Linked DNA regions of Mus musculus: all the other regions are linked to region 1. A link is a contact called in public HiChIP or PLAC-seq data. All regions are on one chromosome and are shown on one strand. The core of a region is the stretch at or near the end of the contact, and the rest is flanking DNA. Distances in the headings are between cores, read along the strand shown.

Region 1 (3,148 bases), core at 524-3,023:
CACCTTTAATCCTAGAGCTTAGGAGACAGAGGTCAGACAAGGCTATATAGCAAGTTCTGGACCAGCTAGGGCTACACAGTGAGACCCTGCCTTCAAACAAATAAATAAATGAAAAACTGCTTTTAAATAATGAGCACATATTCAAATAATACATTGGTGTTGGATATATTTTTTTTAAACATAGTAAAAGTTCTACCTGGTTTTTGTTATTGTTTTTTAAGTTTTCAATGAGGCAAAGGAAAGAAATTTTAATTAATTCCTTCCGTAGCTCACATTATAGTGACTATTTTGAACAATGTTAAGGTAAGTCTTACTGATGCTTCAGAGTCTAACTCACACACCAGTGCCTCCATGAGCTTTTGTAATGCATGCTGAAATGGTTTCTGCCTCTTCTGAACTCCCACAACACTTATTTACAATCTCAGAGAACAAAATTAACTTTAGCTTGCTACATGTGTACCTGTCAGTCCCCAGAAGACCAGCTACTCAACTGCTATATCGTGTATTCCTTTCTGTTATTTCTATTGTCCTCAATTAGTAAAGTACAAATTTACCAAAGGCTTGCATTGTGTGTAGGTACACCGTGACAGTGATATATAAACACTGTGAAAAACAACAGCAAAATCCATGAGTCTTACACCTGGTCAATACAGTTAGATCAACTGTAAGATATACACGTGCACACACACACACACACAACTTCAAAAGTAGAAGTGTCCACCAAAAATTAATGACCCTCAGTGGGAAAAATAATGCCTACCAAAAAGGTATTGGCAGGGTTGGGGATGTATCACAGTTGGTAGAATGCTTGTCCTAGCACACAGGAAGCCCTCGGTTCAATCCCCAGCCCAACACAAACCAGGCAGGATGGAGCTTACAAGCCAGCACTCGGGAGGAGAAAGCAAAAGCATTGGAAGTCCACAGTCATCCTCAGCCACTCAGAAAGTTCGAGGCCAGCCTTGGGCTACATGAGTTCCTTTAAAAACCAAATCTTCCCACAGCCCCAGAGACACATGCAAATGCCCGGGAGAAACAGTAACAAAATTCAAAACGCCCTCCAAGTCATGAAATTAAATTGTGAGGAAAGTGGTGGGGAAGAAAAAAAAATAATAATAACAAATGTTAGAAACTGTTGGGAGATAAACAAAATTAATAATAATAATTTTTTTTTTTAAAGACAACCCTGAACTACGTAGAAGGAATCTTGCTGGGTGTATCTCACGACCTCTGCACTGTCAAAGGTCGCGGTGGTTATTTCAAAAGATCTCATTTCAAATGGTCTGAGATCTCCATCCAAGAACTTCCTCCTTAGTGCGCCCATTCCAACTCCCTGGCTAGGGACTCGGCGAACTCAGTGGGGAAGCCACTCTCTTCGCTGGGCCAAGCGGGAGGACCTGACTTAGGCGCAGATCCAGGATGGCCCCTGAGTCCCCGGGATTCTGCCCCAGCCGCAGAAGCCCGCGGGCAGAGGGGACCCTGAAGCAGAGGGGGCGGGGCAGGGGCTCAGAGGAGGACAGGTGCCTTTTGCTCCACGCCCCGCCAGCCAGCACCTCGGGGACAGGCAGGATGGCGAACAGGAAGAGAAGGGGCCAGTGGGAATTAAACCTGGGCTCGCACTCACCAGCTGTCCCCGCCCGACGTTGACAGTGGCAGAAGCTCTTCTCCTTCCGCCATTGCTGTTGACGTCCACGTCACTTTGCCGAAAAGTGGACCTGGCACCGAGACTGTCTCAGAGATTCAGTGTCGTAAAAGGAGTTATGAAGTCTGAGACTTGAGACTCACCAGAGCGAAAGAGGGAGGAGGCGAGGAATTGGAAGGATGCAACGTCACCACGTCTCTAGGGCGAAAGGCGGAGCCCGGAGCTTTGCGAGAGGGAGAAGATTATGGAAGACCACAAATCCCAGGATGCCAAGGGCCCGCGAACGGAGTGGGCGGGGCACAAGGCTTGTGGGCGGGGCCGACCCTGGGGAGTGGGAGGGGTTCTCCGGGATGGGGCGGGGCGCCACGCTGCGGGCAGGCGTGGCTCAGAGGAGACTCTGAAAGTGAAGCATCCTGGCTTGGCGTCTTAATGTTTGGGTCTCTGGCTGTCCGGTGTGAGCCAGAATTGAGAATCCCAGCTAGTGGAGAGAGGAGGGCAAGTATGAATTCACACAGAGAAGGTAGGCTGAATAGAAAAAAAGGAAAGGACATACCACATCATTTGTAAAGACCATTCAAAAAAATAAAAAGGCCAGGGACTTAGTAAACCATACAGCACTTGCCCAGCATCCTCAATGATTCAATCACCAGAGCTACAAGAAAAATAAAAATACACGAAGGACTCTGTCAAGCTATCCAGTTAAGAAAATTATACTCTAGTCTTCTATCTTAAATATGTCTTCTAACAGCCAGGAGAATCAACTGTAGTTCTGAAACTGAAATTCCAGTTTAAAAAATCAGTTTAAGAAAGCTGCCGAGGGGGGCTGGTGAGATGGCTCAGTGGGTTAGAGCACCCGACTGCTCTTCCGAAGGTCCAGAGTTCAAATCCCAGCAACCACATGGTGGCTCACAACCATCCGTAACAAGATCTGACTCCTTCTTCTGGAGTGTCTGAAGACAGCTACAGTGTACTTACATATAATAAATAAATAAATCTTAAAAAAAAAAAAAAAAAAAAGAAAGCTGCCGAGATCCTTCCCTTCCTAGCCAAAGTCCCATTTGTCCCTCTAAATGGGCCTCCTTGTTCCGCACCCAGGTTTCATCCACAGTACCAGTATTACCAAAACACTAGCCCCTGGGCTATCTTTGCCTAGTACAGATTCAGGGAGGAGCTGAACAAATATTTTTAAGCCCAGGAACAACGATGCAGTTAACTACATGAAATTTATGGATAAATCTGAAAATGCCATTGTTAGATGAACCAAACAGATTACAAACAAAAGGCATCGTTTATGTTTGATATCAATATATTAGCAATAGATGCATGCACACTGAGAAATGCAGGGGTAATGTGTAGAAAAACTGAAAACAATTAAGTTTTAGATGGGGCAGGAATGACCAGAAATAGCTTTAATTAAGTAAAGTAAGTTTCTGTTCGATTGGTTGGCTGGTTATGTTTTGTTTTGTCTTTTGAGACAGTCTCACTAGTAACCTTGAGGAGCTCAGAATT
Region 2 (3,410 bases), core at 596-3,095, 290 kb after region 1:
CACTGCACCTGCTTTGTCTGAATTGTGATTTGAGGACACTCAGGCAGGGAGAGAGAGAAGGGAAATTAAATGTTAATAGTTCTGTGGGTGTGTATTTAAAAAGAACCCTTATTGGGCTGGGAGTGCAGCTCAGTTGGCAGACTACTTTGTCTAGCATGCATGAGGCCCTAGGTTCAATCCCCCAGCATCTATACATAGACAGGACACTGTGACTCAAACCAACATCTTAGTACATGGGAGGTAAGTGCAGCAAGAGGATCCTTGGCTATGTAGTGAACTCAAGATCAGCCTGGTATTCAAGTGATCCTGTTGGAAGAAAGGAAGGGAGTAAAAGAGGGAGGGAAGAGGGGAAGGGAGAAGAGGGAGGGGATAGAGGGAAGGGAGAAGAGAGAGGGGAGAGGGGAAGGGAGAAGAGGGAGGGAAGAGGGGAAGGGAGAAGAGGGAGGGAAGAGGGGAAGGGAGAAGAGGGAGGGAAGAGGGGAAGGGAGAAGAAGGAGGGAAGAGGGGAAGGGAGAAGAAGGAGGGAAGAGGGGAAGGGAGAAGAGGGAAGACAAGAAAGAGGAGAGGTAGGATGAGGAATAAAGGGAAGGGAAGAAAAAAGAGGAGAGGGAAGGCAGGGAAGGGGGAGGGAGAGAGGAAAAAGCTTACTGATAAATTCTAAAAATTTAGAGCAGTGGTTCTCAACCTTCCTTATGCTCATGCTATGATGACCCCCAATCATAAATTATTTTCATTGCTACTTCATAACTAATTTTGCTACTGTTATGAATCTTAATGTAAATATCTGATGTGCGGATGGTCTTAGACAACCCCTGTGAAAGGCTGAGAAGGGCTGATTTAGAGGGAATGATTAGTTCCATAGGAGTAAGTGTGAAGGCCTTCTGGCACTCAACATTTAGCTTGAAGGCATTTAGCTAGTAGAAATTACATGTACAGAAACAAAGGAAGTAAAAAAATCAGTTTATGAGATACTGTTGTAGCTTGAGGTTGGATACACATTAGGTTGTATGCCATAAACCTGATTTTTCTCTTTATTTTGAACTCATACCATGAACAAAAGTCTCAACCTGACACCCCAATTTGTCAGAGAATCCACAGTATATACAAATAACTGCATTTTAAGTGTCTAATACCAAAGTTGGAGAGAATCTAAGAATAGTAACAATAACAACAAGGTTAACAATCAGAACAAAATTATAAGCAGAGCTCTTTAAAAACGGATCCCAAGTATGCCATCCCATTACTGTACAACTTCCTGATAACAGCTTCATGGCAAAATGGGATTGGAGAAATACATTTCCATTTGGCTGAAGCAAATGGAAAATCAAATCTCATTTTATCCTAAATCATAAAAAGGGAGCTGTTGTAATATGCTACCTAATCCTTTCTGGCTGGCCCAAAATGAGCTAATTACAGCAACATGTGAGCAAAAGGCAATGAGATCTACTCTAATGAAAACCAAGCAGGGATCAGAGCATCATTTATTTTATATATGTCCAAGTTCTGCCACGGAGGCATTTCAGTCTCCATCGCCTATCCTCCAGAAGAGCCACTTTCGGCTAATCCTCCTTAGATATTATCCTCTGTCCCTGGTCATGCTTTGACTCCATGTTGGTTGGACAATGTGAAGAAAGCAAATGACACAAAGTCTCCATCTGCAAAATGGGCACAAACGGCCTTGGCTTTACCTTCCTTCATGAAGCTTATCTGGGACTATTAGGGGTAACAATTAGGGCATTCACACCCCTCCTTCCCAAAAAGCTCACAAAACTCTGTCTGCCCTGGGTTCGCTGAGGTTAACTCTGACTGTGTTTGCGTTCTATCTGTCCACAGTGTGAGTCAGTCTATTCCAAACCGGTTTTCTAACCAGAAAACCGAGAAGTTTGATGACACACTATGGTAAACATGCTCACTGGATGAAGTTATTTGAATTTTTATAGACTTTAATCCTCTGTGAGGTTTGAAATCCATACAGGTTTTTAGACTAGATTTAACTTCATCTAAGTTAAATAACAGAAATTATATATAAACAAACTCTATTAAAAATTCCATGGATTTTGGATAGCTAAGACTATTTAATACTATAAAGAGCAATTAACGTAAGCTGATCCGAAACTGAAGCCTTTAACTATTAAATAATCAGCCCTTTTCTTAATTAAAATCTCAGCTCTCAATAGACTTCTTGCCTAAAGAAGTAAAATTTCTCATTCACTCTTGTTGGATGACGACAGCTCTTGTTGACAATGATAAATGAACTCTGAGTCTGAAGGGCTCACTCTAGTGAAAGAACAGGAAAAGGGTTGCAGACCAAGACTCTCAGCACCTACTTTGCAGGCAACCTGAGAATCCAATGGGCAGCTGAATGCAAATGCAATAAAAATGTGGTAAAAATACGCAGCAAAGTCATCTAAGTGTACTGACCTGATAGCAACTGTAGACCCTAAGAGCTGACTGAAGTGTGCAGCCTGGGTTGTGTGTGTGTGTGTGTGTGTGTGTGTGCTCGCGCGTGTGTGCTTTTTAACCTATCAGAAGAATGACAAGATGGATCAAATGTTAATTTTTTTCTTTTAACAGCCCACTGCTAGCCATATTATTGCTTTTTGTACAAAGGAAACTCTTCCCATTAAACCCACTGTCCTCTTCTCTCTTGCCATTAGGAACGGCTGCTTCACCTAAAACAAATGCTGCCCCAGCTGTGAGTTCACATTTCTGCTCCAAAGTGATTTTTCATCATATTGTTACCCTTGGGAGATAGTGCCTAACACATAATTAGGATACAACTGAGTGGTTCTAAAGCTGTTTGATGCCCCACTTCTTCCTGCTAAAAGGTTCCGAATCAGACATCCATGGTGTCCACAACCCTGTGCGTGTTCACTTTCACGTGTACACACACAGATATAAAAAGTAAGTGTATTTTGGAGGTTCCACACCACACCCAAACTTAGCTCTAAGCCCTTTCTCTTTTCATTCTGTGCTTGATGCTGAGTCAGATAAGGAAGGGACTCACGAGAAGATGCTGAAGGGTCCCAAAAGTTGTTCTGCATTCTTTTCACCTCTGTTTACACCTATGTTCCCAAACTAGGCCACTTTAACCATCCCCTTGTTTCAGAAATGTCCCCATTAGAGCACTGGCTTTCTAAATTCGGCAACAGTTAGAGAACTTAGAGAATTCCCAAGTTCTCTGCAATAGTGCTGTTGGCACACAGAAAGAGTTTCCCATTATTATTTTTTGAAAGAGGAAAGAGGTTCAGAGTATCTTACACAGAACGTCAAGGGCTAGGACACAGCTCAGTTAGTGGAGCGCTTGCTAAGCATGTGAGGCCCTGGCCCCATGGGAAGGAAGTACAGCACAGTACCTTAAGCCTACAGCCTGAGCACTTAGGAAGAGCAAAGGTTCAGGGGCTGTGAGA
Region 3 (3,208 bases), core at 323-2,822, 310 kb after region 1:
AGCCCACTCTCAGTAAGATACTTCCTCCAATAAGGCCACTCCTCCTAATCCTTTTCAAATAGTGCCACTCCCTGATGACTAAGCATTCAAATATATGCGCCTACTCAGATCATTCTTATTCAAACCACTAGAGAACTCTTGACTAAGAAATAAAGGTCCTGGAACCCTTGTCAGGAGAGGACAGAGAGTTCCTGAGTGATCCTTTCCTAACTGCAAATGTCCCACTAAGGCGGAAGCCATTGATGCTACCATGAAGATAAACAGGAAGTACAGAGACTTGCAAAGACAGCACAGACAGCTCCCTGGAATGTTCCTGCTTATCAGTAGGCAGACAGCCTCCAGACAGACAGCATGGCTGCTCACCTGCTGCATCCTTTGCTTGCTCCGACTTGTTTTGCACTAGGGTGCTCCTACTGAACCCAAACTGGCCTGGGCCTCTCCATGTCTCTCCTACTACCTCTCTAGTGCTGAGATTTCAAAAGTACAGCGCTGCTTCCCAGACATCAATACTATATAGAATCATTGAATTTTGTTTCTAAATATGCTGACTTGGGGCTGGAGGCATCCCTTATCAGTACTTGATCTTGCAGAGGGTCAGAGTTCAATTCCCAGCATCCATGTGGTGTTTCACAATCATTTCTAAGTCCAGCTTCGGGGGATGATGCCCTCTTCTGACTTTCATAGGCACCAAGCATGCACATAGCACACACACACACACATACAGGCAAACTTTTATCACATAAAATGAGTAAATCTAATATATTTAGATACTTAATATATTTAGAATGAAGTTAAAATGCATCATTTAGGGCCAGAGAGCTCCCTGCCTGACTCTGCCCCTTAAGTGCTGGGATTAAAGGTGTGTGCCTCTGCCGCTGCCGCCACCACCACCACCATGAACACCACCACCCTGCAACATAATATATTTTAAAATATATCCTTCATGCATAGAATAGGTTGAGCAGATGGCAGAAAAACTAATGAGATTCAAATGATGCTGGTGTTTTCTGACTCTTACACAAAGTAACCTCTTTTAGAACTTAATTGTTAAGTACAAACTGTGTACAAGAAAGGGGCTATTCTTTCTCTACAAATATCTTTCCTTGATAACAAGTTCTATATCTCCATGAAAAGCTCTGTCAACTAGTTTCTTTAAAAACACATTCTTTAAGACACAGAGTGTAATCTGTTTGACAAGATCCCTTTAGAAGAATGGACTAGATAAAACACCGAGGACAGCTGTACTGGCAAAAGACAAGAAGACTAATAGGTCTTTTCCGTCTCTAATTTCTGTGATTCGAGGGCTTTTTACTCCTACAGTAATACTTGTGAGTCCAACAATTTCTCAAAACTATTATTAGTTGCCAAGGAAACGAAATGTTTGTCAGGATAAATAAGCAAATGGGTTGGCCCTAAATCGCAGGCTTTTCCTGTTCCCATGCAATGGCGGCATCGTGTTTATGCCTCTTCCTTCTCCCCAGGCCACTCTGCTCACCTACTTGGCATGCTTGCCTGCTCATAGGAATACCGCATCTATCTCACAGCATTACAAGGGGGAAAGGGACAGATCTCTGTGCCACACAAAATACTTACTTCATACAGTGAAGAATGAAGCCTTGTCATGGTAAGGGATAGCAGGATGCAGCTGCTTTTGTGACCAACACAATTAAAATGTATAAACTTACACACGCATACATACAAACAGAATGAAAACACTGGATTTTTTTAACAACTCGAAGTGTTCATCTGGCAGAATTATGTGCCGGATTACTTTTTTGTCTTTTCATATTACGAAGATCCCTGTTAATCCCAGAATGAAGGTAAACATGAACTACTTAGTTAGCAAAGAGCCTACCCCTCACTCGCAAAGCCCTCTCCTCCCACAGCCTCACTGCTGCGCCCCCCTCCCCCGCCCCCGCACGCACTCAGGGTCATCAGCTCTCAAGGGTATAGGTTGCTGTTCCAGATAACCATAATCAAAGGGTGCCAGGCAGTGTTGGAACACACCTTTAATCCCATCACCCTGGAAGCAGAGACAGGCTGATCTGAGTTCGAGGCCAGCCTGGTCTATAGAGGGAGTTCTAGGACAGCCAGGGCTATAAAGAGAAATCCTATCTTAGAGGGAAAAGAAGAAAAGAAAGAAAGGAAAAAAAAAAAAAGGAAAGGAAGGGGGGAGGGAAAGGGAAGGGGAAGAAAGGGAGAGAGAAGGGAAGACAGGAGAGAGGGTAAGATGGAGAGTGGGAGGGAGGGAGGGAAAGATAATGGGCTTCTGGAAACTTCAAAGACTATGGATGCTCTAAAACACAGGCTGTGCATAAGAGTGAGCAGGCACACACACACACACACACACACACACACACACAGTCACCATAGTCTCTGTGTGTATCCAGGTTCAATGTTACCTTTTGCCATCTTGGAGCACAGTGGCTGCTGCCCTGAACAGAGGTAGTTTTGAGGGTATCTACATTGCCTAACCAGGCAGGTACCAGCTGGAGAACAGAAAGAAGGGTGGAGGGAGTCTACAGCTGCTCATACAGCACACAGTCCCTTGGTTCCTTTGTGTAGGAGCAAGAAGATGGACCAGCCCCATAATTCAGATCCATGGCAGTTTCTTGGTGCTCGGGGGCAGAGGGGCTTCGCACAAAGGTTTCAAGAGGACAGCACATTAGGACCGAGGACAGTCTTGCTGCCAATCCGAATTCAACCAAAGACAACAGGAGGGCTAGGGGAGGGCTATCATGACTAGCTTCACCGAGGACATGCGTTGCTGTGAGCATCACAATAACCTTCATTTGCTTGAACCACAGGAAATGAAACTATGGGAAACTATTTGTAACTATATGAGAAAGAACTTCAGGCTGATAATGTAGCTCGGGTGGTAAAACGCTTGCCTGGCAGGCAGAAGGCTAGGAGTTTGATCCTCAGATCTGTGTAAGCCTGTACATACATGTCTGTAGTCCTAGGCAGGGAGTCAGCTACACAGCAGTTTGAGCCTGGACTACGTAAGAATGGCTCAAAAAAAAAAAAAGTAATCTTCTATGGTAAAATTTAGTTAATCCTTCCTGGCCTTCAGCCCTTTTATCTAGAAACCTCTTTTTCCATACAGAAAGTAACTAACTCTACAGGAAAACTCCTCTGTTCCTTTTCCAAATAACACCTTAAACCAACTGCTTATTTAGATTACAAATGCAGATTGCTAATTGTAGAA

Evidence for each region. HiChIP or PLAC-seq counts read pairs in DNA pulled down with a chosen protein or histone mark.
Region 2: a FOXA1 HiChIP or PLAC-seq map of pancreatic cancer cells shows a contact between it and region 1. The contact joins the enhancer-like site here to the promoter of Tbc1d23 in region 1. A contact is called at or near these places in 13 of 39 promoter capture datasets (the 3T3-L1 cell line, 3T3-L1-derived adipocytes, the C10 cell line and 11 more), 2 of 15 datasets of contacts at CTCF or cohesin (the NIH/3T3 cell line and large pre-B cells), 7 of 484 Hi-C or Micro-C datasets (the 3T3-L1 cell line, bone marrow-derived macrophages, embryonic fibroblasts and 2 more), 11 of 115 datasets of contacts at active chromatin or transcription factors (the 230-238 cell line, astrocytes, bone marrow-derived macrophages and 7 more) and 4 of 9 other capture datasets (adipose tissue, embryonic stem cells, liver and 1 more).
Region 3: a contact with region 1 is called in an H3K27ac HiChIP or PLAC-seq map of extraembryonic endoderm stem cells, with 6 times the contacts expected there. The contact joins the enhancer-like site here to the promoter of Tbc1d23 in region 1. A contact is called at or near these places in 14 of 39 promoter capture datasets (the 3T3-L1 cell line, 3T3-L1-derived adipocytes, the C10 cell line and 11 more), 3 of 15 datasets of contacts at CTCF or cohesin (the NIH/3T3 cell line, large pre-B cells and stem cell-derived epiblast-like cells), 28 of 484 Hi-C or Micro-C datasets (the 3T3-L1 cell line, B cells, the HPC-5 cell line and 16 more), 38 of 115 datasets of contacts at active chromatin or transcription factors (the 230-238 cell line, CD8 T cells, DN3 thymocytes and 24 more) and 4 of 9 other capture datasets (adipose tissue, liver, macrophages and 1 more).

What each region holds. Positions count from the first base shown.
Region 1 is chr16:57,229,693-57,232,840 of GRCm38.p6, forward strand. It overlaps Tbc1d23 (TBC1 domain family, member 23), which reads right to left and starts at 1,774. Exons shown (of 19, transcript NM_001358433.1): 1 at 1,622-1,774. The coding sequence starts at 1,674.
Region 2 is chr16:57,523,411-57,526,820 of GRCm38.p6, forward strand. The region is part of intron 1 of Cmss1 (cms small ribosomal subunit 1); the gene reads right to left. All of the region lies in intron 4 of Filip1l (filamin A interacting protein 1-like), which reads left to right. Among named protein-coding and RNA genes, the nearest start is that of Cmss1, 82 kb to the right of the region's middle. Within about 2 kb of position 1,846, at least 29 of the 459 cell types and tissues checked have an H3K27ac peak or open chromatin away from gene starts, as enhancers often do. A contact at or near this core is called in embryonic fibroblasts and pancreatic cancer cells, where this site is marked.
Region 3 is chr16:57,543,234-57,546,441 of GRCm38.p6, forward strand. All of the region lies in intron 1 of Cmss1 (cms small ribosomal subunit 1), which reads right to left. All of the region lies in intron 4 of Filip1l (filamin A interacting protein 1-like), which reads left to right. Among named protein-coding and RNA genes, the nearest start is that of Cmss1, 62 kb to the right of the region's middle. Within about 2 kb of position 1,573, at least 14 of the 459 cell types and tissues checked have an H3K27ac peak or open chromatin away from gene starts, as enhancers often do. A contact at or near this core is called in embryonic stem cells, extraembryonic endoderm stem cells and stem cell-derived epiblast-like cells, where this site is marked.